Regions from separate parts of the Mus musculus genome. Here all the other regions are linked to region 3. The links are chromatin contacts, called in public HiChIP or PLAC-seq maps. All regions are on one chromosome and are shown on one strand. Each heading gives the region's core, a stretch centred on a gene start, on an enhancer-like site or on the middle of the called end of the contact. The rest is flanking DNA. Distances are from core to core; before and after follow the strand shown. Region 1 holds the start of Cxcl16 (chemokine (C-X-C motif) ligand 16). Region 2 overlaps Gm40191 (a long non-coding RNA gene). Region 3 holds the start of Gabarap (gamma-aminobutyric acid receptor associated protein).

Region 1 (4,282 bases), core at 676-3,175, 470 kb before region 3:
CTCAGTGCCTGGGTTCTGGCCTACACTCCCCTGGGCTCCATCCATTAGCAGATCAATGCCCAAGATGGTGCCATGCTCGTCCGTCACCAGCAAAAGGCAGGAAAGGTGCAGGGGGGCAGCCTCTGCTGAAAGATGGAAGATTTGGGGGAGAGAGCAGGGGCCAGAGAGTCACAGTCAAATACAGCAAATTTAGGTGCCTAAAGAGGGCAGGTAAGTGACCTCAATGAGTAGAAGGGACAAGATAAAAGAGGCATTCCCTATGGAATGTGGGCAGCTGCTATGCAGGGCCAGAATGTAAGAAATATAGGAACCTTATCAAAACCTGACCTTTTCTTTAGACTTATTTTTATTTTACCTGTTTGGGTATTTTCTCCACCTGTACGCCTGTATGCCTCATGCATGTAGTGCCTGTAGAGGCCAGAAGAGGGTGTTGGATCCCCTTGGGAATGGAGTTACAGAAGGTGGTTAGCACCATGTGGGCGCCGGGAATTGAACCTGGATCCTCTGGAAGAGTTAGTGAGTGCTCTTAACCTGTGAGCCATCTCTCCAGCCCTAGCACCTGGATATTATCCTTAAGATGCAAGGCTTCTGGACTTTCATTCCTTACAAGTGCTTGGATGTTGATTCAAATTACAGAACAAAAACACACTGTGGTAGATGAAAACAACTTCTGGCATCAGATTTGCATGAAGGTTACCAGCTCATGCCTCCTCTTTGGGTCTTGAGTGACATGGTAGGACTCAGGGTGGGGCCGTCCTGGGCTCTTACCATTCTTCTGTCCTTTCCTCTTTTCAGGAGCCCTCTCATCCTCTGGTCGCTCCTCTCTGCTGCCTTCTTCTCGGCTTGCCTCCTGCTGGGTCACCTCTGACTCTGGAGCAGGCTTTGCTTCTTGGGGGAATCTCTTGCTTGGAGGGGCTGGCTCCCCACCCTCCTGTGGTTCCACCTTCTCCATGCCTGGCCTCTCTCCATGCTCCTCATCTTCCTCCTCCTCCTCCCCTTCTTCCCCATCCTCTAGGCTGACAAAACTGACATAAGGACTCAGGTCTCTCAGGTGAAGTGGAGGCTCATCTCCCAGGAGCCGGGAAGCCCCTAGGCCTGGCCCAGGACCTGGCTCGGCACCTTGCCCCAGGCTGATGCCCACACTGCGGTTTGGTAAGACATGGAGCACCCAAAGGGCAGGATCCTGAGGCAGCCTCCTTATCTGTGACTCCAGTTGACGCCATCGGCCCTCAAGGCTGGTCCCCATGGTCCCCCTCTCTGCCACAAACTTGCGGAACCAGCCAAAGAGAAGAGCAGCAAAATCGAGGAACTCGTCTCGGTATCCAGACACAAACTCCATGTCTTTAGATACTCAGGGCTTGGACCCAGACCGAGCAGAAAGGGATATGTGATAATCGTGAGGATCAGGGTAGTGGTGAGGCTTTGGGCTGGGTCGCAAAAGGGAGAAGGGTGTGGGTTTGAGGTAAGATTTACAGAGGAATATTTGGAGCCGAGACTAGGATTTGCAGGGATGAGAATGGAGGAAGGCTAGATTGGAAAGTGGATGTTTAGGGTTAAAGGGGGAGTACTCAGGAATGAAATTGTACCTGGGGCACAAAACTCAATGATTCAAATCCTAAAGTGAGATTTGAATTAAGGGAAGACACGAGGTAAGGCTAATCCTATGGAGATAGGCTTGCTTAGAAGAGGAAATTTGGGGGTCTGTTGGTCTGAGTAAGTACTGAGGCATCTCTTGGGTCTGGATCAGTTTGGTGCGAACCCCACCCCCTTTCCGGCCGCTCCTCTCCTCCGGTACCTACAGCCGCCACCACTTTTCGAAGGTAAATACCTCGTGCTGGAGGACCGTCGTGACGTCAGGCAGTATCAGGCCAGGGCGTGGGCATTCCTACAGGTCTGGTGACTTGTTTGACTGCTTCACCTTGGCCATGTGACTGGATCCTACTGAGACCCAGCGGTCCAGGGAAGTGAAAGCATCTTGGAGCCAGAGGAAGGATCTAGAGGGTCACCCACTTTACAAACCAGCAGACAGACAGATGACTTCTCAAGAGGGCTGAAATCCCCGAACCCAACCGAGTCATTCTTCGGGAACCACAGCTTGCTCACTCGGATTCCTCTGGTTCTACAGCCCAAATTTTCTTTCGGTTTTGTCGGATAGTCTTGGCTGACCCTACGGCTGGCCGGCCGGAGACTGGAGCTCCGCCTTCGGGGCAGGGGTGTGTGTGTCCCCCGACTGGGAGCTGGGCGCAAAGCGGGCTCCCCGGTACCGACCAGACGGTCGGTTCCGGACAGCGCGCGCCGGGGGACAGAAGGCGCCACCACCTCGCGCCCCCTCCCCTCCTGAGCTTGGCACGGATCAGCGCCTTCGCAAAACATCAGTCAGGGTGAAGAAGAGAAAGCTTTAGAGAATTGGCTGGATGTCGGCTAGGTGACCTCGTCCCAACAAGCTCCGCAGAAGCCGGAGATGAGGCGGGGCTTTGGACCCTTGTCTCTTGCGTTCTTCCTTTTCTTGTTGGCGCTGCTGACCCTGCCAGGTTAGTCGGGGGTGGGGGTGGGGGTGGGACGCGGGACTGGGGCCCCTGAAGGAAACTGCGGAGGGGCACTAAGTCCATCCGCGGGATTAAGAACGCAGCCCAGAGCTATCCAGGGCTGCAGCGGTGACTAGGGAAAGTCTGTCTGAGATTAGACTGGGACAAGGGCAGATTCCTCAGTCTGAGAACCCAGGCTGATTCCTTTTCCATTAGGCGATGGCAACCAGGGCAGTGTCGCTGGAAGTTGTTCTTGTGATCGTACCATTTCTTCTGGCACCCAGATACCGCAGGGTACTTTGGATCACATCCGAAAATACCTGAAAGCATTTCATCGTTGTCCATTCTTTATCAGGTACTGTCTCTTTTCCCCCCAGGGCAGGTGTGGGACCATCGATCTGAACACCCAGTCCAAGTCCCGGAGCCTAATTCCTTTCTAGTTTTACTTATCTGGGGATTTCCAGCTGTAGTGGGGCTCACCTTCTTGTGACTTCACACCTTTGGAATGAGGAAAGGTAGGGAAGGGAAGGAGTGGACTACATTGATCCTTTTGCAGGTTCCAGTTGCAGTCCAAAAGCGTGTGTGGGGGAAGCCAAGACCAGTGGGTCCGTGAACTAGTGGACTGCTTTGAGCGCAAAGGTGAGAGCCTTTTCTGTCCTCCAGTGGGCCATCAGGGTGCAGGCTGCCACCTTACAATGCCCTTTGCCTCTGCCACATAGCACTTTCTTCGTTAGAACCTTTTAACTTTCACTGAAGTTCTGTCACTTCAGTCTGTGTTTTCCCAATATCATTTACTGTCATCTTCCTGGATTTGGCCAATTTGTTCTACCACAAATGCTATGACTTAATATTTTCTTTCTTTTTTTTTTTTTTAAAAGATTTGTTGATTTATTTATTATATGTAAGTACACTGTAGCTGTCCTCAGACACTCCAGAAGAGGGCACCAGATCTCATTACGGATGGTTGTGAGCCACCATGTGGTTGCCGGGAATTGAACTCAGGACCTTCGGAAGAGCAGTCAGTGCTCTTAACCGCTGAGCCATCTCTCCAGCCCCCGACTTAATATTTTCTTGAAGTCACTATTTTAATATAAACTATACTCAAGATTGGTCAAGCTAAGTGTGTACACTGCCCCTGAGTGAGCTCCCCGGGTTTTTTTTGACATTTTTAGACAGGGTCTGGTTAAGTTGACTGGGATGGTCTTGAACTTGCTATCTTCTTGTCTCAACCTCTCTAGTAGCTGGGATTATAGGACTCTGCAACAGGCTTGACTTTCACTGCTGTGTTGTCACTGAAATCACTTGAAGGTACTATTTTCATTTTCTAATACTTCATGATGAAAATAAACATGTTTAAGTTGAAAGAATTCAACCACACACCTTTAACCCTAACATTCTGGGAGGCAGAAGCAGGTGGATCTTGGTGAATCTGAGGCCAGCCTGGTCTACAACATGAGTTTCAGGATAGCCAGGTCTATGTACGAAGACCCTACCTCAAAAACAAAACAAAAAGTTGAAAAAAATTCTACAATGGGCAGCTTCTATGCACATCATCTAGATTTTGTAATACTTGATTTACAGTTTTTGTTTTGTTGTTGTTTTGGGGTTTTGTGGGGGGATCCTCCCCAGCCCTAGGCAGGGTTTCTTTGTTTAAGTCTTGGCTGTCCTGGAACTCACTTTGGAGACCAGGGTGGTCTCAAACTCACAAAGATCTGAATGCCGCTGGCTCCCGAGTGCTGGGGATTAACGGTGTACAT
Region 2 (4,080 bases), core at 1,213-3,712, 270 kb before region 3:
CAGAAATCTGCCTTCCTTTATAAGCATTTACATAAAAACTTAGCTGGGTTGGATCTTTCCTGTGATCGGCACTCCTGGAATCTCGTTATCTCCTTCCTTAGTGTCTTTCTGACAAGCTAGCTCATAGTGCAGCTGCCTCTGTTCCTTTAGATCTGTGAAGCTCCTTATACAATTCATTTGCACCCTTATATTTTGCATAGCTGAGAAATTATATATATATATACACACATATATATATATACATATATATATATACATATATATATATATATATATACATATTTTTTAAACTCATGTTTTCAGCATTCTTTCCCACAGCCTTAAGGGCTGTCCTGAAGGTCACAGTATTCTACCATTTTGCTGAGATACATCCTCACTTCCCAAATTCATGCTGTCTCTGATTATCATGGGTCCATTAACCTTGGCAGAAAGGACATTATTCCAAAGCAGGAACACAAATTTGTATGGATGTATGTATGTAAGTATGTACGTATGTATATGTATGTATCTCTCTCTCTCTCTCTCTCTCTCTCTCTCTCTCTCTCTCTCCTGATTACAGGAATAGTTCAGACCATTTTAAGTATTGAGAGGGGTAGCTGGGCATGGTGTCACTACCTTCCTGTCAATCTCACACAAAGAAAGAAAAAAAACCACAAGCCACCAGATAGATTACACGTGCCCATAACTTCCTACCTATCACAGCTCTTGGGTATCCTCTTTTATCCCAGTCACAAGGGAGGAGGTGTCCCCTGCTACTTAGGGCCACAGTTTTCTACCTTTCCTTTATTACTGTCCTGCTCTGGGAGTCTGTGAGACATTGTTTTCTAATTGCTATGTGTGCTGCCTCATAAAAGTCTAATTCCTTCATACACTTTTACATACTGTGCTCCTTGGGGGGCCATGGCCTTTGGGTTAGGTCTGATGTTTGTGTCCTGTCCCCTTTGATGAGATTGCAGCACTGAGAACCCGTTCTTCCACACATTCTCAGAATTTTCTTTTCTTCTACTCCAGGGGTTCTCAGCCTGTGGGTCGAGACCTCTTTGTGGGTCAAATGAGCCACTCACAGGGGTCACCTAAGACCATCAGGAAACACAGGTATTTACATTATGATTCATAACAATAGCAAAACTACAGTTATGACGTAGCAACAAAAATAATGCTTTGGTTCGGGGTCACCACAACACGAGGAACTGTATTAAAAGGTTGCAGCATTAGGAAGGCTGAGAAGTGCTGGTCTACAGGGTCTTCACTTCCCCAGCAACTCAGGCTCTCCCACTCGCTTCCAAAGGTACTGAGTTCAATTCCCAGTAACCACATGGTGGCTCACAACCATCTGTAATGGGCATCTGATGCCCTCTTCTGGTGTGTCTGAAGACAGTGGCAGTGTGTTCATATACATGATATAAATACATCTTTAAAAAAATTAACATGACTGCATCTCATCTAGTTACCATATACCTATTATTTATATTTATTATGATTGTTTTATAATGGAAACTTCTGGGGGAGGGGGGTTATGTTCAAAACAGAGTTTTTTTGTGTAGCCCTGCTGGAATTTACTCTGCTGACCAGGCTGGCCTCGAACTCACAGAGATCCACCTGCCTCTGCCTCCCAAGTACTGGAATTAAAGGCATGAGCCACCATCACCTGGAGTTATAAAGAATACTTATTCAATATGAGGATACTTGAATTCTCTTAGTAAATTTAGTATATACATTATTATGAACTGTGCTATGTCCTTGATTCTCATAAGTGAGGTCTTGTATACTGTGACCAATATTGCCTCTTTTCTTCCAACCCCTCTAAGTGATGGTTAGTTTTTGTCAACAGGATACAAAGTAGAGTCATCTGGGAAGGAGAACTTCAGCTGAATAATGACTTCCATGCGATTTCTCTGAGGGCATTTCTCTGAGGCTCTTTTCTTTACTCTTCTCTTCTCTTCTCTTCTCTTCTCTTCTCTTCTCTTCTCTTCTTTCCTTTCCTTTTCTTTTCTTCCGAGAGAGGTTTTCTCTGAGGTTTTCCTGACTGTCCTGGAATTCACGCTATAGACCAGGCTGGCCTCAAACTCATAGAGCTTTGCCTGCCTCTGGAGCATTTTCTTCATTGATGATTTGATGTGGGAAGAAGGCTCAGTTTCCTGCCTCTTCTCCTGTGTGAGTTCCTGCCCTGACTCCCCTCAATGGTGGATATGAGCCAAAAACAAAAACAAAAACGCCTTTCTTCCCCAAGCTGCTTTGGGTCAGAGTTCCATTCCAGCAACATCAAGTCAAACTGGGGCATGCCAGCTCCCAGGGGCCACCGTTTCACTGTTAGACATTCAACATCTCTTCAGGTCCCATATAAGGTGGAAAACAATTAAGGAGATTACCTGGTGTCAATCTCTGGCCTACACACACACACACACACCAACCAATTAAAAAAGAAAAAAAAGGATGAATCAGATGTCTAGCTACAGAGCTGCAGAGATTTCTCTGAGATGAGTCAGGCCACACACACCCTTTCTCTTTGAGATAAGGTTCTATTCAGCCTAGGCTGGCACTGAACTCAGAGACATGCCTGTCTCTGTCTCTTAACTACTGGAATTAAAGGTGTGAGCCAATCTTGCTCTCTAGGAAAGCTCCAGGAAGCACGCACGCGCGCACACACACACACACACACACACACACACCAGTATAGAACAGGTTTGTTTCTTTAAAATAATCAAAACCAACCATCCTGAACAAACCTTCCTGGTTTCTTCTCTGAGACTTGGTTGCCCCCACTTCGCACATCCTTCAAAGGCACACAGTGGCCTCCTTCCTGGTCCCCCCTTTCCATGTGCCTTCTCCACTCTGACACTCCTGTCATACAGAGTTGGTGGTAGAGGAAAAGGAAAGAAGGGAGCCAATGGTGTTCTTTTACATGTTCAGTGTTAAGTTCTCTCTCAAAGTCTGAGAAGGTCTCAGGAGAGGTCTGCATTAGGAAAAGAGTACCCATGATCTCAAAGGAGAACCAACCCTCCCTGACCAGAACTCAACTCCAAGCCTAAGGGTACAGGAGACTAAGGATGGACAGAGCCTTGGCACAGCCTGGAGCATGCAGTCCTGCTTGGAGACCTTGTCCAAAATTGTGTGAACCCGGAGTTTGGAAGCTCGAGTTTGTGTCGCTGTGGCCCACGCAAGGCATCTCGGAAGCATTGGGAAATGACTTATTAGATTTCACAGGACAAAGTTCCTCCTGTCACATCAGAAAACACCAGATAGCAAGGACCACACTCCGAGAGGAAAGTCCTGGCCTTCCTGCAAGTGGAAACAGGTGTTGTATCCAACTTACTAATTAAAAAAGTGAATGTTACATTATCTGCCTTGAAATCATGTCCTATCATCACACACTTAAAATTACATGGCTAATAATGTAATGGTAATTTCTTATGAGTAAATGCCTCAAGAAACTTATATTATAGCCCTGTGTCATACACAAGCTCTAAGCAGCGCAGCAAAGACAGTAGAAACATCATCCAAAAAGAAAAGAAAAAAAGACAAAGAAAGTGACTGCAAGGCAAGGCGTTTGGCACGGGAGAAGGAAAAGGGATGGAATTGTTACGTTTAGAAAACGTCTTAAGAAACATCTTGGCTATGGAGTAGTGCAAGGGTCGCCGTGCTCGCCCACATCCCCGGGGTATAACCCAGCGGGAAAAGCTTTGATCCAGAAGTTAAAAGTTGCAGAGACAGGTCACGAGAGAGTGGGAGTTGGCTTCTGGCACAGACAGCAGGCACTGGAGTCTGGACCAAGAGAGGTTAGCTTTGAAGGTTCTAGACAAAGGGAAGGCACTGTTCCTTCTTGTGCCGTAGAGGAGAGCAGTCAGAGGACAGATTTAAAATGTGATGTTGAATTCTCGGTATTAAAGAGTAAGGAAAGGAGCTGAGCATGGTGGTGCATGCCTTTAGTCTCAGCACTGGGCAGAGGAGGCAGAGGCAGAGGCAGAGGCAGAGGCAGAGGCAGAGGCAGAGGCAGAGGCAGAGGCAGAGGCAGAGGCAGAGGCAGAGGCAGAGGCAGAGGAGGCAGAGGCATCTCTGTGAGTTCTAAGCCAGCCTGGCCTA
Region 3 (4,033 bases), core at 976-3,475:
AAAAACAAACAAAAAAAAAAGAGGCTGACCTCAAACTCACTATACTATGTAGTCAACAACTTCCAACTTGATACTGCTGCCTCGGCCTCTACCTTCCTCTGCTTCCACAGTGCTGGGACTGAAGCTGTGCATGATCATGCCCCACGTTCAGTGGTTTTGAGGGTTTTTAATTTGGGGATTTTTATTTTTGATTGTTTTATTTTTATTTTTATTTATTTATTTATTATTTTTTTTTTTGAGACAGGGTCTCACTACTAAGTATCTCTGACTAATCAGGATAGACTCAAACTCAAAAGAGACCCACCAGCCTCTGACTCCTGGATGATCGGATTAAAACTGTGTGCAGAAACAGCTGTGCTTTGGATTTAAAGGATCAAAGGTATGTGTCACCATTCAGGATGAGGACTTATAACAACTCTAACACCAGCACTCAAGAGGCATAAGCAGGAAGCTCTCTGAGTCTGAGGTCAGCCTGGTCTGTGTGTCAAGTTTAGGGCAGTGGTGGCGCACACCTTTTGTTAAGCCCAGCCCTAGGGAGGCAGAAACAAGTGGGTCTCTGGGAGTTTAGAGGCCAACCTGGTCTACAGAGGGGATTCCAGGACAGCCAGGATTATACAGAGAAGCCCTGTCTCCTAAAGAAAACGAACAGAAAGTAACAACAACAACCACCACTCCTCAAACGCAATCTATTCTTTGACATCTGGGACTCTTGGAGAGACTCACTTAGGTAGTAAGTCCCAGTCAGAACAACTCCACCAGTTCATACTCCTCCCTATTCTCAGCGCTAGTAAGATCCCACGGCAGGGCTGTACTGACATTTTAAAGTTAGCCAGCAGCGACCGCTGGCCTTTACTTTCCTCTCCAAACACTACCGTTCCTTCCAAGGTACTGTACCTGGTACAGCTGACCCATCGTGGCACTGGTGGGTGGAATGACATTGTTGACAAAGAAAAACAAGGCATCTTCAGCACGGAGATGAATTCGCTTCCGGATCAAGAAGTAGAATTGACCAACTGCCAAAAACAGGAGATGCAAGCAAGTCACAGAGGTCGTAGGCGCCTCCAGAGAACAGCTGCCAGGTGAAGCCTCCTCCCACAGAGTTGGCAGGCCCACCCACAGAAAGAAACGTGCACCACAGGTCAAGCCCTCACCTGTAAGATCAGAAGGCACCAGGTATTTCTTTTTGTCCAGGTCTCCTATCCGAGCTTTGGGGGCTTTTTCCACTATCACCTGATAAAAGGTAAGAATGAGAAAAATGAATATATATATATATATATATACATACATACACATATATATGCTGCTATATCGATGAAGAACTCAACATACAATATTCCCTTTTACTGAAACCTACTGGAATCTCATTTCTCTAGTTATCCTTATATACGTGGTGCACACAGCATTAGGTCCAAAGCTCCTGGCCTCACTCTTACCTAAATATTGAGAACTGATCCTAGAACGGCGCATCACAATAACTATTTTCACCAGAGAATACAGGATGACTTGTTTGGGTCAAAAATCTACATTAAATCTAGCTAGTTGGGAGGATGGCCATGGAAACTCTGGGTTGTCAAGCTCACTAAGGCCTCTATTCTGAGAAATACCCTGATCTCTCTCTCCCGTCCACATCTTAGTCCCCAGCTCTACTTCAGGTGAGAGACCTCTGGTACCAGAGACAACAGAGTTCTAACCCCACGACAGACAGAGCCTGACTTCAGCTTTCCCAGACTCAAGCATAGCCTGTGGCGACAGCGTCAGCGACGCTAGCCTGGGCCCTGGCTACTGTCCTTACCGGGACCCGGTCTGGGTATTTCTTTCGGATTTTCTCGCCCTCAGAGCGGCGCTTCTCGAACGGATGCTCCTCTTTGTACACGAACTTCATTCTCCCGAGAACCGGGCTGGACCGAGCTGGGCTGAGGGAACCCAGGGGGGGGGCCGGGACAGGGGGCGGCGGCGGAGGCGGCTTCGACGAACAGACTTGGCGGAGCGATCCACGAATTTGCGCCACTTCCCTATTCATCAACCCCGCCCCCGACCATCGGACCGGCCCCGCCTGCTAACATACGCCACTAGCTCAGCTTGCTAGCGCAACCCGTAGCCTGGTCCTCTTACGCCTTCAGCGTAACTGCTTTGGAATCAACTTGTGGGTTACACATATGACATCGCAGATAAGGTTGCTGTTGTTTCGAGTGAACTGAAAAACCCTTTCCCACAGTACAAAGTTGAGGACGAAACTGGTACCCAGTGGCAGTCATGAGATTTAGTTCTGCAGTTCTCGGAAATTACGTTGGGGAAAGGCAGACAATTACAAGTCTAGGATTTCATGAGACGTGTTTCTACGCTGAAGGTGGCCGTTGACACCAAAACAAAGTAGTACCCAAGCTGTGGATATGGACACCATAAGACAGAAAGGAAAGAGGTTTGCAGACACCCAGGGAATGCTCAAGGCTCAGGCTTATGTGAACCAAGAGAAACTGCAAAAGCCCCAAAGATAAGGACTACACCAGAGCGGAGGAACACATTTCTGAGTGTAGATAAAATCATGTGACCTCAGAAAAGGGCGGAGAATCACGTGGCGGGTGGCGAAAAGTAGTCCCGGCTCTGGAGAGGAGGTGCCAGGAAAGAGGGTTCCGCCCCAGGTTACTGCTGGAGTGCCAACACCTCGTAGGCAGCGCCCTCTTAGCCTGTCCACGTCAACTTCCCAGACAAGCCCAGCCTTTCTCCAGCTGTATGCCCTTCCAGGGTTCTAGAGTTTTCCCTCTTTAGCCTTCTATATCCTACTTTAAAGTTGTTGGTCCACTGTCCATCAGGGACTCCATCCAGTCAGTGGGGCCTTTCCTGCCGAACACTGAACATAAACTACTTTATCCCTGTGCTAAATCCCACTTCCCCCCAACTCCAAACAGCATCTTCTCCCTCTGCTTCAAGGACAGAGCAGATGTCAACAAAGTTCCCTCCATTTCCAAAAACATCAGAGAAGGGTCTAGGGCAGCTTTGGTTTCAAAGTTATAATGCATGGTTTAAAAGAGGAAAGAAGAAAGGAGCCGATTACAGGTATGGGGGATTGGGGAAAGAAAAAAAATGAGGAAAAGTAAGGGGGGGACAAGTCTGAGGAGGATCCAGTGGCCCGAAACCCCAGTCCCCACCCACAGCCCAGCCCTTGGAGCAGGAGTGAAGAATTAGATCAGTTTTGTATAAGAGTTTTTAAAAAAATCAAATCACAACAAAGTTGAATTGGCTTCTTTTGAGCCTCTGGGATATGTCTGTCACTCTGGCCAGTCCTGCCTCTTCACCAGACTGTTTCGGCTCCTCTAGGCCTTCGCCTGTCCCAGTCTGGCATTTCCACGGAGTGTGAACCCAGAGTGAGGCTGCTTCACGGTCTGGCCCATGTGTCCATCCAGACTCCATAAGTGGAGTGTAGGGCTCCCAGGGCAGAGGGGTGGGAGGGGCAGACTCTGCCCAGGCAGTCCTCACATTGGACAGGGCAACAGACGGTGTCCCAAGAACTCTCCCTCCCTTTCCCCTCCACCCCAACTCAGGTGGAGGGGGAGCAGCTGTCACCAGAGCCTATGTTGGTGAAGGTTTCGGCTCAGCACCGATCGGACATCAGCAGTGAACCTGAAATGACAGTAACTGGTGTTGGTGAAATACCTTATAGTTGACACCCTCACAACACTAGCACAACGGAGTCTCACTGGACAGAACAGAACTTGATACCACTTTCACACAGTGACAGAGGTTGAATCTGATAGAAGCCAAAAGGCCACAAACAATGACAACTGGAGTAAGAAGACCTGGCCCAAACACTTAGACTCTGAATGACTTTTTTTCAGTTCTTAACCCGCTCCCCACCCCACCCCCGCCCTCTTTTTCTTGGCAACCCAAGCATTGCCAGTTTTGATAGTGTACTCCTGTAATCACAGCACTTGAGAGGTAAAAGCAAGTTCCAAGCCAGCATGGACTATATAAAAGAATGTGTTTAAAAAAAAAAAAAGAGCTACCGCCTACAGGCCACACACTTCCCTTACCTGAG

Evidence for each region. HiChIP or PLAC-seq counts read pairs in DNA pulled down with a chosen protein or histone mark.
Region 1: a contact with region 3 is called in an HNF4G HiChIP or PLAC-seq map of pancreatic cancer cells. The contact joins the promoter of Cxcl16 here to the promoter of Gabarap in region 3. A contact is called at or near these places in 2 of 115 datasets of contacts at active chromatin or transcription factors (bone marrow-derived dendritic cells and pancreatic cancer cells) and 1 of 9 other capture datasets (adipose tissue).
Region 2: a FOXA1 HiChIP or PLAC-seq map of pancreatic cancer cells shows a contact between it and region 3. The contact joins the enhancer-like site here to the promoter of Gabarap in region 3. A contact is called at or near these places in 3 of 39 promoter capture datasets (the C10 cell line, neural stem cells and pre-B cells), 3 of 115 datasets of contacts at active chromatin or transcription factors (bone marrow-derived macrophages, forebrain and pancreatic cancer cells) and 3 of 9 other capture datasets (adipose tissue, liver and pancreatic islet).

What each region holds. Positions count from the first base shown.
Region 1 is chr11:70,457,627-70,461,908 of GRCm38.p6, reverse strand. It overlaps Cxcl16 (chemokine (C-X-C motif) ligand 16), which reads left to right and starts at 1,925. Exons shown (of 5, transcript NM_023158.7): 1 at 1,925-2,531; 2 at 2,742-2,880; 3 at 3,082-3,164. The coding sequence starts at 2,462. Zmynd15 (zinc finger, MYND-type containing 15) reads right to left here and starts at 2,476. Exons shown (of 14, transcript NM_001029929.3): 1 at 1,829-2,476; 2 at 769-1,357; 3 at 1-125. The coding sequence starts at 1,339.
Region 2 is chr11:70,257,678-70,261,757 of GRCm38.p6, reverse strand. All of the region lies in intron 2 of Gm40191 (a long non-coding RNA gene), which reads right to left. Among named protein-coding and RNA genes, the nearest start is that of Alox12, 4.3 kb to the right of the region's middle. Within about 2 kb of position 2,462, at least 21 of the 459 cell types and tissues checked have an H3K27ac peak or open chromatin away from gene starts, as enhancers often do. A contact at or near this core is called in pancreatic cancer cells, where this site is marked.
Region 3 is chr11:69,989,562-69,993,594 of GRCm38.p6, reverse strand. Gabarap (gamma-aminobutyric acid receptor associated protein) reads right to left here and starts at 2,225. Exons shown (of 4, transcript NM_019749.4): 1 at 1,793-2,225; 2 at 1,152-1,230; 3 at 895-1,013. The coding sequence starts at 1,882. It overlaps Ctdnep1 (CTD nuclear envelope phosphatase 1), which reads right to left. Exons shown (of 8, transcript NM_026017.2): 7 at 4,029-4,033; 8 at 2,994-3,618. The coding sequence ends at 3,558.